Regions from separate parts of the Mus musculus genome. Here region 2 is linked to region 1. Evidence: chromatin contacts called from public Hi-C data. All regions are on one chromosome and are shown on one strand. The core of a region is the stretch at or near the end of the contact, and the rest is flanking DNA. Distances in the headings are between cores, read along the strand shown. Region 1 holds the start of Trp53rka (transformation related protein 53 regulating kinase A). Region 2 overlaps Ncoa3 (nuclear receptor coactivator 3).

Evidence for each region. A called contact is a pair of places that touch in the nucleus more often than the background predicts.
Region 2: a contact with region 1 is called in a Hi-C map of the G1E-ER4 cell line, with 2.3 times the contacts expected there. The contact joins the enhancer-like site here to the promoter of Trp53rka in region 1. A contact is called at or near these places in 2 of 39 promoter capture datasets (both in the 3T3-L1 cell line), 1 of 484 Hi-C or Micro-C datasets (the G1E-ER4 cell line) and 2 of 115 datasets of contacts at active chromatin or transcription factors (embryonic limb bud and pancreatic cancer cells).

The regions. Positions count from the first base shown.
Region 1 is chr2:165,490,640-165,494,844 of GRCm38.p6, reverse strand. It overlaps Trp53rka (transformation related protein 53 regulating kinase A), which reads left to right and starts at 1,531. Exons shown (of 2, transcript NM_001007581.1): 1 at 1,531-1,798; 2 at 3,134-4,205. The coding sequence starts at 1,543. The coding sequence ends at 3,612.
Region 2 is chr2:166,043,312-166,047,280 of GRCm38.p6, reverse strand. The region is part of intron 2 of Ncoa3 (nuclear receptor coactivator 3); the gene reads right to left. Among named protein-coding and RNA genes, the nearest start is that of Ncoa3, 53 kb to the right of the region's middle. Within about 2 kb of position 1,375, at least 140 of the 459 cell types and tissues checked have an H3K27ac peak or open chromatin away from gene starts, as enhancers often do. A contact at or near this core is called in the G1E-ER4 cell line and pancreatic cancer cells, where this site is marked.

The DNA of each region.
Region 1 (4,205 bases), core at 282-2,781:
TGCAGTCTCCTGTCTGAGCATCTGAGCACTGCACAGCCTCTGAGTGTTGGGATCACACATATGCACCATCCCTAAGACACTCTAGGCCAGTACCCACCTCTTTGGTGCTGAGGGAGAGATGGAAGCAATACAATCCCTGCCTTGTGAGTAGCTACACAGCAGGAGGGTGGGGGGCTCTGTGTGATGGGAACCACTCTAGCAGGGTAAAGTGTGTTGGGGGGTGGGTGGGTCATCAATCAAGCAGTTGAACGGCCAAAACCAAAGGGAATCTGAAACAGGTCTGGAAAGTAGAAAACCAGGGCTGATAACAGTTGAACTCACTCTCCTCATAGAGGCTAGGAAGGGCTTGTCTGGGGAAGTGACCCTGCAGTGGAGAATAACCTGCAGCTCTAGGTGATATGGAGCTGGACAAACATTTCCCTGCAGAGGAAATAGCAGGTGCAAAGGCTCTGTGCCGAGGGAGCATCATGGAGGATGGGTGGGGATTCTGGAGAGGGGAGGGTTTATAAGGGATGCAGGAGTCCATGGGCCCAGTTAAGGTTTAGGTCTTTCTTCTTAGCACAGTAGGGAGACACTGAAAGGTTTGAAGCCGCTTTAAAGAGCTAAACTCAGCCTGACTTAGCAAGCCTGGCTTTGGTCAGCACCTTTGCACAGTTAGATTTCTAAGGCAAGGGTTCAGATGGGTTTGGTTACCATAGAGACGGCTGGGTGGACACAAACAATTATGATAATGAAGCTACAGACTTGAGCACTGGGGGATATAAACGAACCGGGTTCTGGGTGCGCTTTGCTGGAAAACACATTTTGCCCACACAAAGGGTCTGATTATGAAAAGGGACCTGCCATGAATATGAACGAAACCCAGGGACCACAGAGCCAAGATGCTGGTGCCATAGCAACCCGGGACTCAAGGGCTTCTCTTCTGTATTTTCAACAGAGCCCCAAGGAGCGTGGGGCAGGGACAAGGGGGTCAAAGGCCATGTGAAGAGAGCCCTGTCCACCGGCACCGCGTAATCAGCCTCTTAATTCTGATAAGCCCTCACCCTAGCAGAACCAGGCAGCCTCATTCTGTAGTTGAAGATACCGGATCTGAGAGGGATGGTGCTGGCTGCTGACAGGCTGGTGCCAGGCATCAGGTGGCGTCTCCGGATAGAAAGCTTCGCCTAGTCCCTGCCTCCTTCCCGGCTTAGAGCATGTTTCCATAGACTGAAGTGGGACACGAGTTCAAAGCTAATCTGAGCTACACCGTGAGACTCTGTCTCAAAAAAAAAAAAAAAAAAAAAAAGGTCCCAAAGCCGGAGCATCACCGTGATGAAGAGTGAGAAGCTGTTGGCCTAAAGTTGCTGAGCGCTCACGAAGACAGACAGGGAAGGGCCAAGTCTACAGGTCCTAGAGGCTCCGCTGAGCGCGGAAAGGTCGCGAGGCGGAACCAAACTAGCAGGGTGAAGTGTGTTGTGTGGGGCGGTGTTAATGGCGGAAGAGGCCGGAGGATTTCCGAAGCGAGCGGAAGCGGCGCGGTCAGGGTCGGAAGGAGTCGGAGGCATGGCTGGCACGTCCTCGGAGGCGGAGGCCGAGGCGCTGGCCGCTGCGCGCGAGCGGAGCCGCCTCTTCCTGAGCGGCCTAGAGCTGGTGCAGCAGGGCGCCGAGGCGCGCGTCTTCCGTGGCCGCTTCCAGGGCCGCGCGGCCGTGGTGAAGCACCGCTTCCCGAAGAGCTACCGGCACCCGGAGCTGGAGGCGCGGCTCGGCCGGCGGCGGACAGTGCAGGAGGCGCGCGCGCTGCTCCGCTGCCGCCGTGCGGGTGAGGGGGGCCGGACGGGGCTCCGGGAGACGGGACAGACAGGGCTGCGGGAGACCAGTGGGACGTGAGAGACGGGGCTCCGATTTCTAGGGGACAGGATCAGATGGCAATGCTTAAGGACTCAAGGCGACAGTCAGGACGCCATTCTGTTTGGTTCGCGGGGCTTGTTTAGCGCTCGGGTCCCTCCGTTTCTCATTTCTCTGTTTCTGCTTACCGTCCTTCCCTCTCCATTTGGTGGTCTTAAGCAGTAGGTGTCCTGACAGGCGGGTGGCAGGAGCCGGGCTCTGTGGATTCACATTCTCCCTGCATTGTCTCCCTCGTAGCCATTCAGCGAGTCGTCTAGCCCAGTTACCTTGTATGTCACCGGAATCTCAGGGATATTGTGGTCATTAAAGAAGGCATATGCATCACATGTTCTTATGCTGACATAGTTCAGTAAATGTTTGATTTCATTAAATTGTTATTCTTTTCTTTAAAAAACATCCACACCCCCACAAAACAACAACAACAACAACAACATTACTCCAGAGAAAATGAGACTCAAAGAGGGGAAGTGCCTGAGGTTCCACAGCTACCAGGCAGCCTGTCTGTGGCCCAGAACCACCGAGCCTTTGCTATTTTTCTCTTTAATGGTTTTTAGGTGCCCACTGCCAGGACATTGATAGGTGCCAGGAGCCAGGGGAAATGCAGAAGTGAACAGGCCTGTGCTTTTCTGCCCTAGAGGGGCAATGGAGTTATAAAGAAGTGTTCATATATTCTCCTTTACCTTTTGTAAGTTTTATCAGACATGGGTGGGGGCTACCTTGGTACCCCAGTTTCTAGGAAACTGTTCTGAACTTGGTTGACATTCAGGAGAGACTCCTGGTGTTAACTGGAGGTTTTGTTACCACTTTACAGTTGTGGAGACTGAGGCATAGAGTAGCTAAGGGAACCTTGAGGTTTCACGCCTAATAAGGGATCTGAACCTGCCTGTTCCAGAGCACAGATGAGCCTGTAAGGTGACACCCTGCTTAGCCACTTGCCTGGTGACTGTCAGGTAGAAACTGCCCAGACTGCAGGATGCTTTCCTTCTGGCTTCTTGTTTTGTTTGTTTTTAGGGAGCAGCAATGAATTCCAGTCCTCAGGTGGCTTGAGAAAGGAGGAGCAAGCCTTGATACTTCCAGACTTACCCTGGCCTGGTCTCAGGCCGTAGTCCTGCAGGGCTTTAACAGGGCAAGCTCTGGATAAATTGTATCATTTTCCACAGTAGTCTAAACCCTGTTCCAAAGCTGTCTGCCTGTGCATGAAGCTGGCCTTCATGAAGATGCGTTCCCTAACCACGTGTGTCCATTGCAGGGATAGCTGCCCCAGTCGTCTTCTTTGTGGACTATGCGTCTAACTGCTTATATATGGAAGAAATCGAAGACTCGGTGACTGTTCGGGATTATATCCAATCCACTATGGAGACTGAAAAGGACCCCCAGTGCCTCTTGGACCTGGCCAGGAGGATGGGGCAGGTTCTGGCCGGAATGCACGACCAAGACCTCATTCACGGGGACCTCACCACCTCCAACATGCTCCTGAGGCGGCCCCTGGCGCAGCTGCACATCGTGCTCATCGACTTTGGGCTGAGCTTTGTCTCAGGACTGCCGGAAGATAAAGGCGTCGACCTCTATGTCCTGGAGAAGGCCTTCCTCAGCACGCACCCCCACACCGAGACCGTGTTTGAAGCCTTTCTGAAGAGTTACGGGGCCTCGACCCAGAAGTCCAGTCCAGTGCTGAAGAAGTTAGATGAGGTGCGCCTGAGAGGGCGAAAGCGGTCCATGGTCGGGTAGTGGAGCTGTGGTGAACTGGCTCACGGTGAAGGATGATGTAGACGAGGCTGGACCCCTCAGCAAAGCATGGGTTGTTAAGTGGTCTGTGATCGTGCTGGGCCACCACCATCCATGGCTCACTGTTCTCAGGGGCTTCATGTACATGAGGTTTATTCTAGGCAGAGCTGGGTGGGTAGCCTGGGCTGGCTTCAAACTATGTAGTTGAGGATAACATTGAACTTCTGGTGTTCCTGTATCCGTTGGAGTATCGATGTGTGCTGTCACATCTGGTTTCTTTGGTGCCTTGGGCTTGCTAGTCAAGCACTCTACCAACTGAGCTGCATCCCAGCCCTAGACCTGGCTGTTCCAGATCACCAAGCTTTCCCAGACAGTGGCTGTGGAGCTCATGCAGAGCAGGCAGCCTTGAGCTGAGACACCCTGGAAGGACAAGGCAGGGACTCAGTTTGGGATGCAGTTTTTTGTCTGCCTTTTACTCTGGTCGGGTATTTGTTATATGTATGAAGACTGTGCTCGAGGCTAGTTCAGTGGATGTAAACTCCACTTTGAGAAAGCAGAACAGGCTCCGACTGGGATGCAGTGGACTGCTCCGTGGA
Region 2 (3,969 bases), core at 126-2,625, 550 kb before region 1:
CTCTAACCCCAGCACTCAGAAGGCTGAGTCAGGAACATTAAGGATTCTGGTTAAGCCTGGTCTACAAAGCAAGTTCCAGGCCAATCTGGGCCCAGTGTCAACTTATATTTCACAAATAAATTATGTTTAATAAAAGACTATAGCACTTCAATCTTGAAACAATTCTGAATTTTATTTATACCAAGGTAATAAAAGCTAACCCAGTGATTTGGTAAGAACACTTCAAGTAATGAGCCCAGACTAGGCTAGAAGATTGGTTTTGACTTTCTGTATATGAGTGAGTGTTTGCCTACATGTATATATACATATGTATGTGTGTGTGTGTGTGTATATATATATAGCTAGCATGTGTATGCAGTGTCCCCACAAGCCACAAAAAGTCGCTGTCAATCCCCTGGAGCTAGAGTTAAGAGGCAGTCATGATCTACCATGTGGGCATGTTGGGAACAGAACTCATCCTCCTGTCCCCAGGCTCTTTTCCTAGGTAGCACTTCTGTCCACTGGATCGTTTCTCTTCCATTGTTAAGTCCAAGTTAGCCTAGACTATATTAACATGACTGTAGAACTACCCTACGTTCTTCTTAAAGCATAGGTGCAAAGCCAGATACACACTATACGACAGGTTGCCATTAAGTCACACAGCAGCCATTATTTACATACTGACGGCTGGAAAAATAATGTATCTTGGTTAAGTTTCGCACACTAAGACGATAAATACAAGTTATTTCTTTTTGAGCTTATAATGTCAGGGCTCTATTCAGCCTCATTTACTAACTAAGTGGTTAACTCGTGCGCGAACATGACAATCACTGGTCTAAAGAATCCAATGTTGCATCAGTATTGCAGCCAGCCAGCCTGCAGTTGTGCCACTAGGTGGCACAATTCCACCACAAAGGCCAGTTTAAAAATAAAAATAAAATGTAAAAAACCCCACATGATCAAACTTAAAATATGTAGGTCATGTTTGTTTTGAGACAGGGCCTCATTGCCCAGACTGGCCTGGAACCCATAGTTGTGGTTGGCCCTGAGCACCAATCCTCCTGCCTCTGCTTCATACTGAGCAACAAGTATTTGCCGTCCTATCTGTGGTCACACACACCTTTTGAACCCTCTACAGTGTCAGACTACAGCATCATGTAGACAGACAAAGTGTTAAACAGACAAGTGTGGTTCTAGCTGTGTTGTCAATCAGTTCAGAGATTATTTTTTTAACTGAGCAACATTGAGCGCTTACATACCTATCTTTACTTAACTTATTCCAGAAGTCTAACATTATCTTCTTGCCCTTGTGCTACATGGACTGCAAGTCCACGTGGAGAACCGTCAGTGAAGAGCAGTTCATGGTTTGATCTGTACTCCACAACAGGTCTGACTTTGCTGTGCAATACAGCATACAGCAGGAAATGAACATCAGTGGAGTGGTGCCAACTCAATGTAACTGAATACACAAAGACTGGCAGTGGCTCCCTCTAAAAACATTAAAATGCTGGTTACGGCTTACCGTTAACCAGCTTCCTTTTTGTTATCTCAGGGTTCTGACAGGAGAACATGCTTGCTAACTAGCCCGAAGCACAAGGACACATGGCCAAAAAGAAGAATTAGTGAGAGGCCTCAGAGGGCAGAGGCACTCTCTTGCCTCTTTCCTGGCAACCAGAGATCCATCCTGGGGCCCACAAGCTAGAAGGAAAGAACCATGTTTTCTGTACAATGTTTGTAGACTGAGACCTGTGTGCATGCACAGGCACACAAACGTTTAAAAAAAGATTAAACAAAAAATATCAATGCTGGTGTTCTGTTTGAGCAAGTTATTTTAAGGTCTAAGAAAAACCTTATTGTACCAAAATGAGAGGAGGTAGGCCATCCAAGGATAAGGCAGCAGAGACTGGTTAAGCCTTCCCCTTTTCCTAACTTAGTTAGTAACAGAGGGAGTGGATGAGACAGAGCAGAATGGCACTGAACTAACATACACTGGGTGGTTACACATGGTGACCCCCACCACACACATGTGATTAGTTCTGTTCTACAGATAGGGAAGTGGCTAAATAGCTTGCCTAGAATCATTACTAGATCCGGATGGAAGAGGCTATGACATATTCCATAACCAACCAAGCCATCACCAGAGCAAACGATTCATGACTCATTCCCTAAGTCAAACTCCCTCCACCCAGCTCACAAAGCTTCACAGCTTAATCAGGAACCACATAAAGTGCTGTAACATCTGCTGGTTAGGGGCATGAGGTAAGGGTCTGGGCAGGTAGGGGTTACCTCCACAGGCATTATGCCTCCTCCTACCCACCACTCCCCATGACACTGCCTGAACCATGCTCTGCCAGGCCTGATACCACCCTGTCTTCCACATGACTGTTTGTGTCTTCTCTAATTAATCTTTGTCTCAAAGAGGCACATTTTTCAAAGTACCTCTGGTTTCCTGCAAGTGACAATCAGACCTCAATCCTATCAAGGACTGTCCAGGCTGCACCACTGAAGAGCACGGCCTGACTTCACTGTACTACAAAAACATGTGCACATATAAACTGTCAGTGAGGGCCAGCACTGGATAAAGCTGGCCTTTCCAATTAGATGTGTTTACTTTCAAATAGATAACATTTCATTAGAAGTCTTTTTGTTTGTTTGTTTTTTCCCCCAAGACAGGGTTTCTCTGTGTAGCCCTGGCTGTCCTAGAATTCCCTCTGTAGACTGTAGACTAGGGTGGCCTTGAACTCACAGAAATCTGCCTGCCCCCACAGCCTGGTTCATTATATCTTTTTAAATCTACATTCATTCACAGCACCAATCATTCATCAGAGAAGACATTTAGTAATGAATCAAATTCACCAATATCATGTTCAAATGTTATCATTGGCCATCAGACTTCACCTCCAAAGAGCGAGTTTACCTTATCACTTTCAAAACATTGTCTGCCAAATATACAAACTTGAAACCCATAGATTGTCAGTCACTGATTCAATTAAAAATAGTATTTTGAGGCTGGAGAGATGGCTCATCAGTTAAGAGTACTTAACGTCTGCTCTTCTAGGTATCCTGAGCTCAATTCCCAACAACCACATAGTGCCTCACAACCTATACTGGGATCTGACATCCTCTTTTGGCATACATGTATATAGAACATTCATATACATAAAATAAGTCTTAAAGAATTTCTGAGGACTCAAAAACTAAAATAGTATTTCAAACCAGGAATGGTGGTGTGTACCTTCAATCCCAGCACTTGGAAGGCAGAGGCAGGCAAATCTCTTGAGTTTAAGGTCAGCCTGTTCTATAAGAGAAAGTTCCAGGACTGCAAGAGCTACACAGAAAAACCTTGTCTGGGGTGGGGGAGGAAAGACAAAACAAAAAAAAAAGTATTTTAGGGGCTGGAAACCTGGGTTCAATTTCCAAAACGCACAGGGCAGCTCACAATTCCAATTCCAGAGCCTCTGACACCCTCTTCTGACCTCCACAAGCACCAGGCATGCACATGATCCACAAACATAATGTGTAGGCAGAACAACCATAAAGCAAAAATTAATAAATCTTTTTTTAAAGGTGCTTCGGTGCGAAGCAGGCGGCTCAGCCAGTAAAATGCTTGCCTGAACTCAATACTTCAATCTACATAAAAGCCAGGGGCAGTCATGTACACTTATAAACCCCCGCCCCCTGTGTTGGGGGGAGGGGGGTGATACACGAATTTGGGAGTACTGGGCAGGCTGGGGAAGAAGACACCCGGGGCTCACCAGCCAGCCAGCCTAGCCTAATTAGCTAGTCTCAGGCCTATGTAAGACTCAAAATTAAAGGGTGTGTGTGTGTGTGTGTGTGTGTGTGTGTGTGTGTGTGTGTTGATAAAGTACATGTCTGGCTACCACGCCTCATGACTTGAACTCAACCTCCAGAAGCCACAGGGTAGAAGGAGAGAATGGACAGACTCCCAGCCTCCCAGAAAGAACAACTCCTAAAAGTTGTCCTGTGACC